Regions from separate parts of the Mus musculus genome. Here region 1 is linked to region 2. Evidence: chromatin contacts called from public HiChIP or PLAC-seq data. All regions are on one chromosome and are shown on one strand. Each heading gives the region's core, a stretch centred on a gene start, on an enhancer-like site or on the middle of the called end of the contact. The rest is flanking DNA. Distances are from core to core; before and after follow the strand shown.

Region 1 (7,219 bases), core at 4,275-6,774, 440 kb after region 2:
CTTAGGCAAATGGATAGAACTAGAAAATATCATCCTGAGTAAGGTAACCCAATTGCAAAAGAACACACATGGTATGCACTCACTGATAAGTGGATATTAACCCAAAAGCTACAAATAACCAGGATACAATTCACAGACCACATGAAGCTCAAGAAGAAGGAAGACCAAAGTGGGTGCTTTGGTCCTTCTTAGAAGGAGAACAAAATACTCACAGGAGCAAATATGGAGATAAAGTGTTAAGCACTTTAAGGAAAGGCCATCCAGAGACTGTCCCACCTGAGGATTCATCCCATATACAGTTACCAAACCCAGACGCCAAGAACTGCGTGCTGAAAGGATCTTGATATGGCTGTCTCCTGAGAGGTCCTGCCAGAGCCTTACAAATACAGAGGTGGATGCTGTCAACCAACTGTTGGAGTGAGGGTGGGGTCCCTAATAGAGGAGTTAGAGAAAGGACCGAAGAAGTTGAAGGGGTTTGCAACCCCACAGGAAGAACAACAATATCAACCAACCAGTCCTCCAAGAGCTCCCAGGGACTAAGCCATCAACAAAGGAGTACACATGGCTCCAGTTGTATATGTTACAGAGTACGGCTTTGTCGGGCATCAATGGGAGGAAAAGACCTTGGTCCTATGAAGGCTCGATAGATGCCCCAGTGTAGGGGAACTGAGGGAGGGAGGTGGGAGTGGGTGGGTGGGTGGAGGAACACCCTCATAGAAGCAGGGGGTAGGGTGGGGGTGGGTAGGTGGGAGATGGGAAAAGGGGATAACATTTGAAATGTAACTAAAGAAAATATCCAATTTAAAAAGAAAAGGGGGAGGAGAGAGAGAGAGAGAGAGAGAGAGAGAGAGAGAGAGAGAGAGAGAGAGAGAGAGAGGCATGGTGGATAGCTCAACTTCTAATCCAAGAGGCTGAGGCAGGAGAAAAACTGAATCTGAGGCTAGCTTGCACTATCTACTGAGTTGGCCTTTCTGCACTATATAATGAGACCCTCTTTCAAAAACCAAAACAAAGCAAAAATGGTGGTAGTTTACTTGCAACTCTGTTCTATCTCTTGATCTCATAGGTGGATGGTGTGAATATTCAAGGTTTTGCTAATCAGGATGTTGTCGAAGTATTGCGGAATGCTGGGCAGGTGGTACACCTGACCCTTGTTCGAAGGAAAACATCTTTATCTGCTTCTCCGTTTGAGCACTCTTCAAGCAGAGGTAATTAATGCTCCTGTCCCTGTCTTCTCCATGGAGGTGGGTTTGGAGGAACAGCCAGGATTTGGAGATTGGCCTGGGAGTTTGAATAGGAAACTGTGCTTATCTCGTGTAGTTCAGTAGTGGAGTAGTGAGTGGAGTAGTGAGTCAGCTGTCTGCCTTGCACAGGCCTTTCCCCAGTCTGCTTGCAGTACACCAACCCAAATGACAGGAAACAAGCACTGACTGAGCCAGCCCAGAGCTCTAAATGGAGAGAGAAATCAGTTTTGATCTAGGGCCCTGTCTTATACTGTGACATTTCTTAAGGTTCAGATCCCAGATTGCTTTTAGCGATAAGTTTTACCCTAGTTGTCTTTTGGTTTGCCTTTGAAGTACGGTGAGAAAATAAAACAAAATTTTTGTCAGGAACACTTTTATTAAAGATAATGTTTGTTATCAGTAAGGTTATAAGATAACAAATCTTCATTGCAGAAAAGTACACATTTTTTTGGATATCAGAGGACATCTTTTGGGGGACAGTTTTCCCTTTCCGTATTGCTTCTGGAGATTGAACTAAGGCCATCATTCTTAACTGCCAGTGCCTTTGCTAGCTGAGCCATCTTTCTGGACAATATTTGGGTCTTCATGGCACACAGTCACACTGCTGTGTTAGTACATTCTGATGGTGCGTGTTCCTCTGCTTTCTCAGGAGCTCTGATTGGCATTTTAGAATTTTTTTTTTTTTAATTTTCTTTGTATGAGTATTTTTGTTTGCATGTTTGTCTGTGCATCACATGTATGCCAGGTGCCTGTGGAGGTCAGAAGAGGGAGGGCGTCAGATTCTTGGAACAGGAGTTACAGTTTTAAGTTGCCATGTGAGAGGTAGAAATGAAACCCAGATCCTCTGGAAGAGCAGCCAGTGTGCTGAACTACTGAGCCATCTCTCCAGTCCCTCTAATCGGCATTAGAAAAGAAACTATGATTAACTCCACTTTTACCAGGCATGGTGATGCACAGCTTTAATCCAAACACTCAGGAGACGGAGCTCGGCAAATCTCTGGGCAAATCAAGTCCACCCTGGTCTACATAGCAAGTTCCACACCAGCCAGGGTAAAATAGTGAGGCATTGTCTCAAAGAGTAAACAAACACATTTAAGCTCCAAGGCATCAGAGTGTTCTTTTCTGACCTCTAGGCACCAGGCAGGCACACAAATCACTTATACACATAAAATAAATAAATCTCAAAAGAAAAAAAAATTATATTAGTTGTTTTTCTCATTACACACCAAGAAACAGTTTTAGAAAGGAAGGAATGGGTTTACTCACACTAGATGAATAACCAGAGATTCCTTTTGTTGTTGTTTTGTTTTGTTTTGTTTTGTTTTGTTTTGTTTGTAAAGGGTTTTCTCTGTGGACCTCACAGAGATCTGCCTGTTTCTGCTTCCCCTGTATTGGAATTAAAGACATGTGCCACCACCACTTGGCTAGAGATTCCTTTCTTAGTTGTTCTAAATCGCATCAAGGTGACAGCCTAGAGTACTCTTTACACACTGTGTGGGGTCCATGCTTTTGAGCTTAGCATTAAGAGACAGGTGGGTCACTATGAGTTCAAGGCAAGCATGGTCTACATAGCAAGTTCTAGACTAGCAAGAGTTACATAGTGAGACCCTGTCTTCAAAAGGAAATCAAGCTAGACATGGTGGCATATACCTTTAATCCCAGCCCTGAGAGACAGAGGCAGGTACATCTTTCGAGTTTGAGGCCAGCCTGGTCTACAGAGTGAGTTCCAGGAGTTGCCAGGGCTGTATAGAGAGATCTTGTCTTGAAAAACAAAACCAAACCAAAGAAAACAAAACAAAAAATTACCCTTCACAATTGTTGAGTGTTCTTGGATGCTGTGTGTGTACATTATTGACTAGCCTATCTGTAGAACTTCCCTGTTTTGTCTTTGAAACTTCAAGTCACTAACTTCAGTCTCTTTTTCTTGGGGGCTGTCATTTAACTGTTTCTTTGAGTTTGACTCTGCAGAAAGGATGAAGGGTAGACCCATGCAGTGTATGTCCTTCTCCCCTGAGCGAACTGTACTTCACGTGGTATCCTCCACACCATCCATGCCTAGCAACCTATTAGACTTCCTTTTAAAGGATCAATAATATTTATTGTTTGTATATGTGCATTTCATTTATGTATTTATGCTAAGTATTCACTGAAGCTGTGTCCCTGTCTTGGTTATTATAAATAAATAATGCTTCAATTAATGATAGATGTTTCTTATCCTAGTGCTATGTATGCATTTATTTATGGCGTCAGATGATTAATGATCTAAAAAATACTCTGTGAGTGGTTTTAAAGGCTCATGTTACCGTCTCAGGAGTTTAATTGGTTGTATGTTTGAGCTCTTTGTTGTTAAAACATTGTACACATATAGAGAAAGGAACAGAGCAGAAAGAGCACCCACTCACTGTGACTTATGTCTGTCAGTTGCCAGCTTCCCTTGTTTCTTTTGAATCATTTTAGAGTGAGTGGTTTAGCAATCCCAAAGATAATGATGTTTTCTTTCTTTCTTTCTTTCTTTCTTTCTTTCTTTCTTTCTTTCTTTCTTTTGTGAAATATTTATTTATTTAATGTATATGAGTGCACTGTCGCTGTCTTCAGACACATCAGAAGAGGGCATCAGGTCCCATTACAGATGGTTGTGAGCCACCATGTGGTTGCTGGGAATTGAACTCAGGACCTCTGGAAGAGCAGTCAGTGCTCTTAACTGCTGATCCATCTCTCCAGCCCCAAGGAGAATCATATTATTATAACCAAGACAAGATATAATAGAAATATCTAATATTGAATACTTTGTACATATTTAAGATTTCCCAGTTGGTGGTGCCAAGGAGATCACTCTGTGGGTTAGAGGGTAAGAATGCTTGTTGGCAGGCATGAAGACCTGATGCATATTCCCCAAATCCATGCAAGAAACTGAGCATGGCTGCACTTGTGCTTGTAAACCAGCATTGCGAGATACGGAGGCAGGAACATTGCTGGGGTTTCTTGACTGCCAGCGTAGGTCCAGGTTTCTCAAGAAATCCTTCCCCAGCCTCCGTGTGCAGGCACACCAACACAGATCGTATGTGCATGGTCTCAGACAGACAGACACACCCACACACATCACACATAGGTTTCCCAGTTGCTCTAAAATGTCATTTGTATTTTCTTTTCCTATTCCTTTTGACTCCTCCCATAAAACCCTTCCTAAACCACGTATCCCATGTGTGGTGATTCTGGCTTCTGAACGTAGACGAGCCCCTGACCCCCGCCCGGTGCTTGCTTCTTCTTTTCCTAAGGGTTAATCTTTGACACTAAAATGCCACAACCTGAATTTGATGTTTCCTTGCAGCCTTGTACTTTTTGTTTTTAAAACTTTTTATTGGTTCTTTGTGAATTTCACATTCTGTACCCCAATCTCGCTCATTTCCTGGTCCTCTCGTTCCTGTCCTCCCCCCTTGCAGTCTCCCCGAAAAGGAAAAAAAAAAATCATACTGTGGAAGCTGTGGTGTGTCACAGCGTGTCCCACAGTCTACACTTTTGTCCATACTTCTTTGCTTGTAAATGTTCATTGCAGTGAGTCACTGGCCCAACGTCAGTGTCAGCTCTCCTGTGTTGCCCTGGCAAGGGGCAGGGTCTGCTCTCCTGAATGCTGTAGCTGATAAGGGCAGAGCCAGCTCTCCTGCCTGTTGCAGGTGGTAAGAGCAAGGGGCAAGGGGGGTAGGGGAAGGAGGGCATCTTTTCCTCATCAGTGTCACCGCACAAGAGATGAGTGCCAGGGCCCTCTCTCCCGCTCTCATGCTCTGCTAACGCACAACTCTTCCTCCCAGCTCTACCGTGCTTTCTGGGTGGTGGGAGGGATCAGTTCACCTGCCCTCACATCCCTTAAGGCCAGCTATCCCATGATACCCAGGTGAGGGATCAGCCAGTCCTGCACAGCCTCAGTCATCAACAGGGCACTGAGTGGCAGCCCAGACCAGGGGTATTTACCTGGAAACAGAGCCCTGCTGCTGCAGGGCCATGGACCCAGACATGGCCCTCAGTGGTAGCACAGGCAAGGATGTCATCATGATCTTCGGTGGCATCACTGGCTACTCTTATCAGGCTTTTCCTCACTACCCTTGATTTCCTGGTTCTGTCTCCTCGCGCTCACCTCCTTCTGCTTCTCTTTCTCTTCCATTTCTCTACCATTTACATGCTCCTCTTAGTGGCACCCAGGGTGTCTCGGGGTCTGGGCTTGTCTCAGCAATGCTGTTCCCTGCCCATGCAGTGTGGCCCTGGGCTGAGGTCATCTTGGGTGTGGTCTGCCTGCCTGAGCCTTTCTGGCACAGGACTGGTGGTTGTCTCAGGCTAGCTTCCAGTCTGCCCTAGTAGTGCCAGGCTGGTGATTATCTTGGGTTCGTCCCTACCTGGACCTTGTGGCCCCAGGTGGGGGCTGTCTTCTCTCAGGTTACACCTTTTACAAAAAGCTGGAGAGATGGCTCAGTGATTAAAACTCTTGCAGCTTTTACAGAGGACCCAGCTTCGGTTTGAAGCACCCATGAAACTCGGTCGTTGAGACCACTCATAACTCTAGTTTTAAGGGATTTGATACACTCTTCTGTCCTCTGAAGTCAAAAGTCCCAAACTTGATGTATATACATGCATGAAAGCAAAAACACCTGTACACATTAAAAATGATATATTAAAATCTTAAAAATTCTTTTCAAATGATGGGATTAAAAAACAACTCTGTAAAGTGTCACGTGTGCAGCCTTTCTTCTGTTGAATTAAAAAAACAACTGTGTAAAGTGTCACGTGTGCAGCCTTTCTTCTGTTGAATTAAAAAACAACTCTGTAAAGTGTCACGTGTGCAGCCTTTCTTCTGTTGAATTAAAAAACAACTGTGTAAAGTGTGACGTGTGCAGCCTTTCTTCTGTTGAAGACACACTTAGTGGTTTGCTGGCAACTTTGCGGAATTTCACTTGCTTCAGCTAAGGAAAGGGGGCGGGGGAAGGCTCTCTCTGCACCTAGAGGAGTTCTCCCACCCCCAGTCTCTGAGCTAGCTAGGCTGTTCACACGGGCTTGATGGTCCAGCCTATTTGCATATGTGGCTTAATACCTGTCCACATCAGCAAGAACATACAGCCTTCCAGTTGTTGCTTTCTTATTTCTTTTCCTTTCTAAAGCTATAGTAAATCATCTCTCTCTGTTTTGTCGTGGTTCAACCCTTTTCACTTTCATTTTCTCTACTTCCTCTTTCTTTGACTACTGTCAAGCTATCTTTGTGATTAACTACCTCACAGAACACTTTAGTGTATTGGCATCTCATGCAGCGCAGCAGGTCCTGGGAAGGACGAATGAGAGTGAAGTCAGCCCATTTGCATGCGGCCCCACCCCCAACAGGACTAGCGATTTAAGTCACAATTTTTATTTCAGAAACTGTTGCAGAACCACCTAAAGTACCAGAACGAGCAGGATCCCCGAAACCAGAAGCTAATTTGAGTGTGGAAGCAGAGGAAATTGGAGAAAGACTGGATAATCTAAAAAACAACACTGTACAAGCCTTAGAAAAACCAGGTAGGCTCAAAGCCTTTACTTTGGAGTACTTCAACCTTATTAACAATTTCTTCTCTGTAGTTAATATGGTGTGGCATACACAGTCAGACTCAGACCTATGCAATAAAGGCAATATTATATCAAGAACTTTGTAAAGTTACAAATATTCTAACAATCAGGTAGCAGCCAACGACCCATATAAAAGCAGTTTAGATCTGATGGGTGCTCATCCTGTAGAGACACATTAGCAATTTCAGATGGGCTATTTTTCTAGGGATGTACTATCATTGTAGAGTATGAATGAGGCTCTAGGTTCAATCCTTAGTACTACCACCAATCTTAGGTTCAGTTCCTAGTATTAACACCAACCTCATACTATACCCCCCAAATTTAAATTAATTGGGGAATTTTGAATGTAATCTTAACATAAGGTTAAGATTATAAGATATTTGGTAGTAGAG
Region 2 (6,742 bases), core at 1,287-3,786:
AGGAGAAGAAACACATACTTAATGGACTGTTTTAAAAGCACTTGGCTTTTATTAATCTAAATATCCTTGTCAAAACATAGTATTGGTCACTCCACTTGGCCTTGGTGTTTTCTTCTGTTTCTAGGGTCATCCATGATGTCATGCGTCAAATATTCACAAACATACCAATAAGTTAAAAAGTTACTCTGAATTTTAGATTTTTTGCTAATAAATATAGTCCTTGAATTCAGACAATAAAGTCTATCTGAAATCCTCAGCCAATTAACTTTAGTTTACTAAATGCCACTAATAGTTAATACAGAAGTTAGTAATGTGTTACCTGTGATCGATTTAAAAAGAAAATACTATGTAGAGAAAATTAACAATACACATTCTTCTCCAACTCTCCCACCGTCTCAATGATCTTAGGAAAAATCTTTGAATATCTCAAATTTTCAGCTTTTACTTCCACCAAAATCATAATATTTCCAAGCACACAGTTGCAATATTATGTATCTTAAAATTAGTCTCCAACAAAGTACCAAACATGGCAAATACTAGACAGATTATACACTTTTGATAAAATTGAGTACTACCCACAGAGGAACTACAGAAATATTCTTCAGATAGGGCCCTTGCTTTGTAATAGCTGTGTCTTGCTGAACCCATCTTCCTAATGTAGACACGGTAAAGTGATTGCAAAGTGTGCAGTGTCCTTCAGTCCTGCAGTGACAACGTTCAGTCAGGTTCCAGGACCCCCTTAGCACATGGCCTGTGTGAGGGAGAGATGAAGAGGAGTGGTGGACTTAGAGACAAACATCTGCCCCGAAGAAAGCCCACCCTGCCAGATCACCGGGAGAGAGAAAGCTAAAGCTTAAGAAGGGCGTTTATTGCAGAACCAGAGACTTGAGGTTGCAAATGGTCCTTGGGAATTTAATAGTGTTTTCCACCTTCAGTTTTCTGGGCAACCTTTTGGTTTATAGATATTTGGTCATTGTTTTTACTTCTGATAGAACATTTCAGAGGGCTGTTCTTCATAACACATTTTGGGGAACACTGATAGGAACCCCAATATGGAGACTAGAACACAACAGGAGTAGCAGGCAAGGCACTTTTGCCCACAACAAAGAGAGTGTATGTTTGGGACATATTGGAAACTAATGCCTAAAGAAGATTCTCTGAGAGGCTTTAACCATGTGGCTAAGGACTCTAATATATATTCTCAAATCACAAAGTAATGGTGGCTTTTATTTAGATGGAACCTGACTGTCATACACTGTCCTTCCTCTACTATGCTAGTAATCAAATAGGAAGTTGACACTTAGCAGGCATCACAAATACTTATACCTACAAGACCTTACAGCCTCTATATGTCTGAGCAGATATGTATAGTAGAAAAGTCTAGGGGGATGTGGTAAATCTAAAAGCTCATGTCCAAGTACAATCGTCCCATCTAAAATATGACAAAAGTCAGAACATTGCTAGTGAAGCAGATGTTTACAGACTGGGACTAGTCTATGAGCCCTAATTTCTGATATTTTGAATTCAGAAGAGAAAAGTCAGTAGTTATGGCTTGGGTACATGCAAAGTTACTATAGCAACTAGAATATGCTTTGGTTTGTTTCAACTAGGTTACTTTCAATGGAAAATAATGTGTAATATCTTTTCTGTGTCCTTACAGATAGATAAGTGAATTCTTCATATTTTTAATACAAGGAATTATTCCAGAAATCAGAAATATCACAAATTTCTCCAATAAATGGCAAATAATTTAGTTATCAAACAACTTGCCATATGAAATATGTCATAATATAAATTATGCTAAGGTTAAAATCTGGCCTTACTTGAAGCCATAGAAGTAAACACCTCCATTTAACTCCATAAAGACCTGTTTTCTGAGATACCCAAATTGAGTACAGAAACAGCTATTACTATGTCAGTAATAATATAGTAATTTACATGCGGCAATAGAAGCCCACTAAGTAAGGCTATCTAAGTCATTGAACAAATAGGGCATAGATAGAAGGGAGTTGTGCTGGGCCTTCTGACGATCCAAGTTCGTAAGCTACAACAATGACATTCTGGATTATTGATAGAGTTCAGAGATGATGTCAATGAAGTGCGCAGTCAACTTACATCCATAACCAGACGAGACCTAATGATTCAGGACAGGGAGGGCCTTGGTATCTGAACTTGAGAAACACCTAGTCTCATATGCAGTCTCGACTGTATCCTCCGATACAGACTTCCCTGTGTGGAGACAGTCAGCTTCCTCTGATGGCCAGCCCTCAAAAATGACATGTCTCTGGCTCTCTTCCCCATCCACTGGGCAGTTCAGCAAGGTTGCCACATCCCAGCATATCTAGCTTTTCTTGCCCTGCCTTAACATTCAAAGGTAGGTAGATGTTCAGTCCTCTTGTAAGATAAGATTTGGTTTCCAGAGAAAGGTATTTTCTGAAATCATTGCTAACATCTTTGAGGTAAAAGAACCACTGCTTCTAAGAAGCCATCAAAGAATTTCTCTTTACATTCAGCCTCTCCAGAAAGGCCCCTCCCCTTACACCGAGAATGGCTGACTCCCGGGTCTATGAAACCGATGCTGTACTTGTGAAGTCACTGAACAAGGGTACAGGAACTCTTTAGTCATAAAATATAAAAAGGAAAGAGACCTGCTCTATTCAAGTCTCCTATACAGTTCTGAACTCAGCTCAGGACTTTGAGTCAGATCACTTAACAGCATACTGCTGCATGCATCTGTACTTTACAGAAGTCTGTGTTTTCCAGTTGTTTCTAAGAGGCCCTGTTCAAAATAGAAACCTCAAAGCCTTTCTCAGTTTGACTGAACTTACTCAGTTCCAGAGTTTACAGAGCTCTCCAATGTTAATAACATCTGAATTTTGAACCACTAACACTTAACTCTGTGTTTTGTTTCTACCCCTTCTTCATCTTCCAATAAAGCCAAGCAGCCATCGTCATTTCCTTGACTCAGTGTGTGTGAGGACATGAGGTTCAGCTTCTTGGGTTGCGTCATAACTATGCCCACCATCTCACTTTCCTCCATCATTCTAGGGGCATCCTGTCTGATCGCTGCATTTGCCCAATCATATGTCTGTCGGGGACAGATTATAAATAAAACCCGTCTGATAATTCAGTTATGCTGGGAGGAGCTGCTACCATGAGAGCTCATGAAATATTCAGTGCTCTTTGTTTTCATGGTCTAACTTTGAGGCATTCATTCACACACTCACCTTCTGCTTCACCCGGAGACAGAGGCTGCTGATAGAAGGTGGAATTATCTTCGTAGTGATGTTCTCAGCCATCACGATCCTTGTTTAAGTCTGAGACTGGATTTCTTAGGGGTAGGTGTCAGTGTCCATTGCATAATTCCACTCTCTGACTCTCCTTTTTGTTGCTGTCCCAGACAGTGGACTAGAGTGGAAACCATAGCACATACACAGGCATTTCTTAGCAGAGAGACCGACGATATCCCCTCCAGCAGAAGCCACATTGATTTTTTTTTTCTGTGCTGATTCTGTTCAATTTGGAAGGGATAAATGTGGACGGCTTGACTTTCTTTGGATGATTTAGTTTCTAGGGCTTGGTTTATTTCAACCCTATTACAAAACATTTGAGAAACAAACACGTTCTGTAACTGTTTTTATTCAAAAAAAACGAGGCCGCTTTGCGTTCTGCTCACTCAGGGTCTCTCTGGAGTACTTCATGCTTGCCAAGTATCTTCCCTCGAGCCAGAGCAACAGTGACACAGAACAGACTCTGCCAGCTCAAAAGGAGGCATGCTCAACATGAGCAAAGAGGGCTCACCATCTTGTGTGCCAGCTACTGTGTTAGAGCCATGCACAGTACATCGGGTCAGTGTTACAAACAGAGAAAGGAGTCCTTCCAGAAGTGAGGTCAGTTAGGGCGGACTTTGGTAGAGGTGTCAGGAGAGCTTGGTCCTCAGGGACAGATGAGGAATGACAAGCCCACCAGAGGAGTTGCTGCTGCACATGTGGGACTCCTACAAGGTTCCTGATAGGCCGCTGAATACATCAGATGTTATCTCGGCGTCTTCTGCACCTGCCACCCTCCTACCTCCAAGCCTTTGCTAGTCTGCCAACGAGCTCATCTGCTTTCTGTCCCAGTTGTCTTCCCAATATGTTTCAGAGAGCATCTCTTAGGAAAGATTTTCCCTCACCATCCTCCCTGATGCTCTTGCTGTGAGTTCACTTCCTGTCACTTAGACTGTCTATGCTTTTTTTTTTTCTATTAATCTATGTTAAATGGTTTTAGCTGTCTCTATTGCTGAACTGCAGACTCTCTGAAATTAGGGACCACAGATCTACTACAGCACCTGGCACATGCTAGCCACTCAGTAAATATGTCTTAAGAGAATGAATGGTCAGATCTGCCCAACATTGAGAGGGTTCTTGCTTCAGATTAGAGAATGGATTCTTGAGGATACCAACATGAATAAATGGATAGTAGACAAGAGATGGTTTGAAGACTCTCTGTCATAGTGGTGAGAACTGGGTTTGCCCTCACCTTGATCACAGGAATGGGGAAACATGCAGAGTGCAACAGTGTAGACTGGAAGCTGAATCAATGTGTGGACACAAGGGGTTAGATAATTGTATAAAGCCAGAGTAAGGATGCCACCAAAACATAGAAAGATGAATACTTTGGCTGTATTGGATCTGAGGCTACCTGAGAGATGTCTGGATAGAATGTCCAGTAGATGCTTAATTTAAACACTTGGAACCCAGAAGGGACCTCAGCAGAAGGAAGCAATTTGAGCATCCTCGATTGAAAGGTTCACTTATCTATTCACAGATATTCACTAGCTACTTTGAGGCATAGAGATCCCAGCGGTGAACAAATTAAACATGAAATCTAATTCCCACAAATTCGTTTGCCCAGAAAGTGACAACAGAGGTCGCACTGCCCCAAAACTGGTTATCAAGATAGATCCACTTTGGGGTGGCAGAATTAAGGTCTATGTTTATATTTACTCCCTTCAGAGATGCTTATTAGTCTTTTCCTAAAATATGGACTTTTGGAGTTTGGTATTAGAGCAAGTGTCAGCCTGTAATTGGTGGGACAAAGAGAGATGCTGGAAAACTACACATTCCATTGTGCTGTGATTTTCTGGCTGTTGCATGCACTGAGCCCACACTCGTGTGCACTGAGGCCGGATTTCCTTTGTTATGGTCTGTGGGATACATGCGATCTTAATGGTGCCCAGTAAAATAGAAATGTTATGATCTGTTTTGACAAGACCTCTTTAAGGGAATTTTTTTATTTATTTGCTAGAGTTTTTGCTTTTCGGTTCTTTTATCCAAGAGACAGTGCCTCCAGCACTTACCAAACAAGAGTCCCTAGATATACACCCAACTGTGGGTTGCTTTGATGAGTAAAGTCCTTAAGAACTTTTAAGGTGAACCTTTGCGGTTTCATTTTAAACAGCAGGTTACGGTTGCTATATATCCTAATATTTAGACCTACTTTTAGTACCATAGATATTGTATGCTATATCAGAGTTAACTGAAAATTTTAAACTCAGAAAAAAAAACTTCTTTATTCAAAACTGTTTTGTAATTAAAAGAACTCACAGACCGCTAATGGTCCTCTAAAACATAGCTGCTTCTGTACATTTCTGTACGTGGCATCTAATAAGCTTTCTGCTGTGGATGTTCTGACACACATCAGTCCCTGCCCCTCAGCAATGAATGAATAGGTTCTATGAAGCATGTACATCTTATTTATGGCTTGCTGTACATTCAAGTTTACCTTTTCTCGTGCCGAATTTCTTAAGATATGTGTCTTATTGCAAAGAACAGTGATTTGTTTTTAATCGCTGCAGTTAACACTTGCTCCTGTGCATCACACTTAAAGCAGGTAAAGATAAACTGACTCCACAGGCAAATCTCTCCAGTAGAGTATGCCTTGTGGGATACACAGAATCAAAGCTATAGGTGCAAGAATGGAAAGCGCCTTAGACTGTGCATCCCTTGCCATTTGTAAGCTAGTTTCTGAGCACACGAAGTCGCACAATGCTTCTGCATACACACGGAATCAGATGGTTTAGAGAAAAGCCATCATATTCAGCTAGAATGAAGCATACATAAAATTCAAAGGTGAAACAACTTTGAACTATTTATATATTTCATTAAAAAAAAATCGACCAACACAAAAACGACTTTTCTCTAAACAAGAACAATTTTGTGTTTGTATACAAAATAATTTGTTTCCATATTTCAAAAACTGAATTTTTATTTCCTGTTTGGCTTTTCCAAAGTTTCCTCTGTAGGAAGTGATTGAATCATTAGATTTAAATCAACAGACAACTAAACCTGACTAGACATTTCCGTGATGAATGTTTCAAAGCCATATGGAGCTTGGGTATCCTGATAGATTCCCAAGGATTCTGAGTCTACACCTTCTTCTCTCCTCTCCCCTCCCCTCCCCTCCTCTTCCCTCTTCTTTCTTTATTTCTTTTTTCATTGTCTCTCATTTCAGACTTCCTATTGAATTTTTTTAGCATCTCAAAAAAAAAAAAAAAACACCCAGTTGTTACATCAAAACTTCTCCACAGCCTCCAGACCCAACCCAAAAGCTATGTCTGTTACCAAATAATTTTACCCACCCCCCAAACCCCCCAAAAAAAACCAGGAGCACAGAGGGAACTGGGTGTGTGCTTAGACCTCACATGCTCCATCATAGCTCTTAGGCCTCACATGCTCCATCATAGCTTAGGCCTCACATG

The links. HiChIP or PLAC-seq counts read pairs in DNA pulled down with a chosen protein or histone mark.
Region 1: a contact with region 2 is called in an H3K27ac HiChIP or PLAC-seq map of regulatory T cell precursor, with 4 times the contacts expected there. The contact joins two enhancer-like sites. A contact is called at or near these places in 3 of 484 Hi-C or Micro-C datasets (the N1E-115 cell line, myocytes and uterus), 4 of 115 datasets of contacts at active chromatin or transcription factors (astrocytes, double positive thymocytes, large pre-B cells and 1 more) and 1 of 9 other capture datasets (pancreatic islet).

The regions. Positions count from the first base shown.
Region 1 is chr4:98,430,692-98,437,910 of GRCm38.p6, forward strand. Patj (PATJ, crumbs cell polarity complex component) reads left to right here. Exons shown (of 44, transcript NM_172696.2): 11 at 1,067-1,208; 12 at 6,639-6,779. Among named protein-coding and RNA genes, the nearest start is that of Patj, 38 kb to the left of the region's middle. Within about 2 kb of position 5,525, at least 153 of the 459 cell types and tissues checked have an H3K27ac peak or open chromatin away from gene starts, as enhancers often do. A contact at or near this core is called in regulatory T cell precursor and uterus, where this site is marked.
Region 2 is chr4:97,993,560-98,000,301 of GRCm38.p6, forward strand. All of the region lies in intron 3 of Nfia (nuclear factor I/A), which reads left to right. Among named protein-coding and RNA genes, the nearest start is that of Gm34218, 26 kb to the right of the region's middle. Within about 2 kb of position 2,537, at least 47 of the 459 cell types and tissues checked have an H3K27ac peak or open chromatin away from gene starts, as enhancers often do. A contact at or near this core is called in regulatory T cell precursor and uterus, where this site is marked.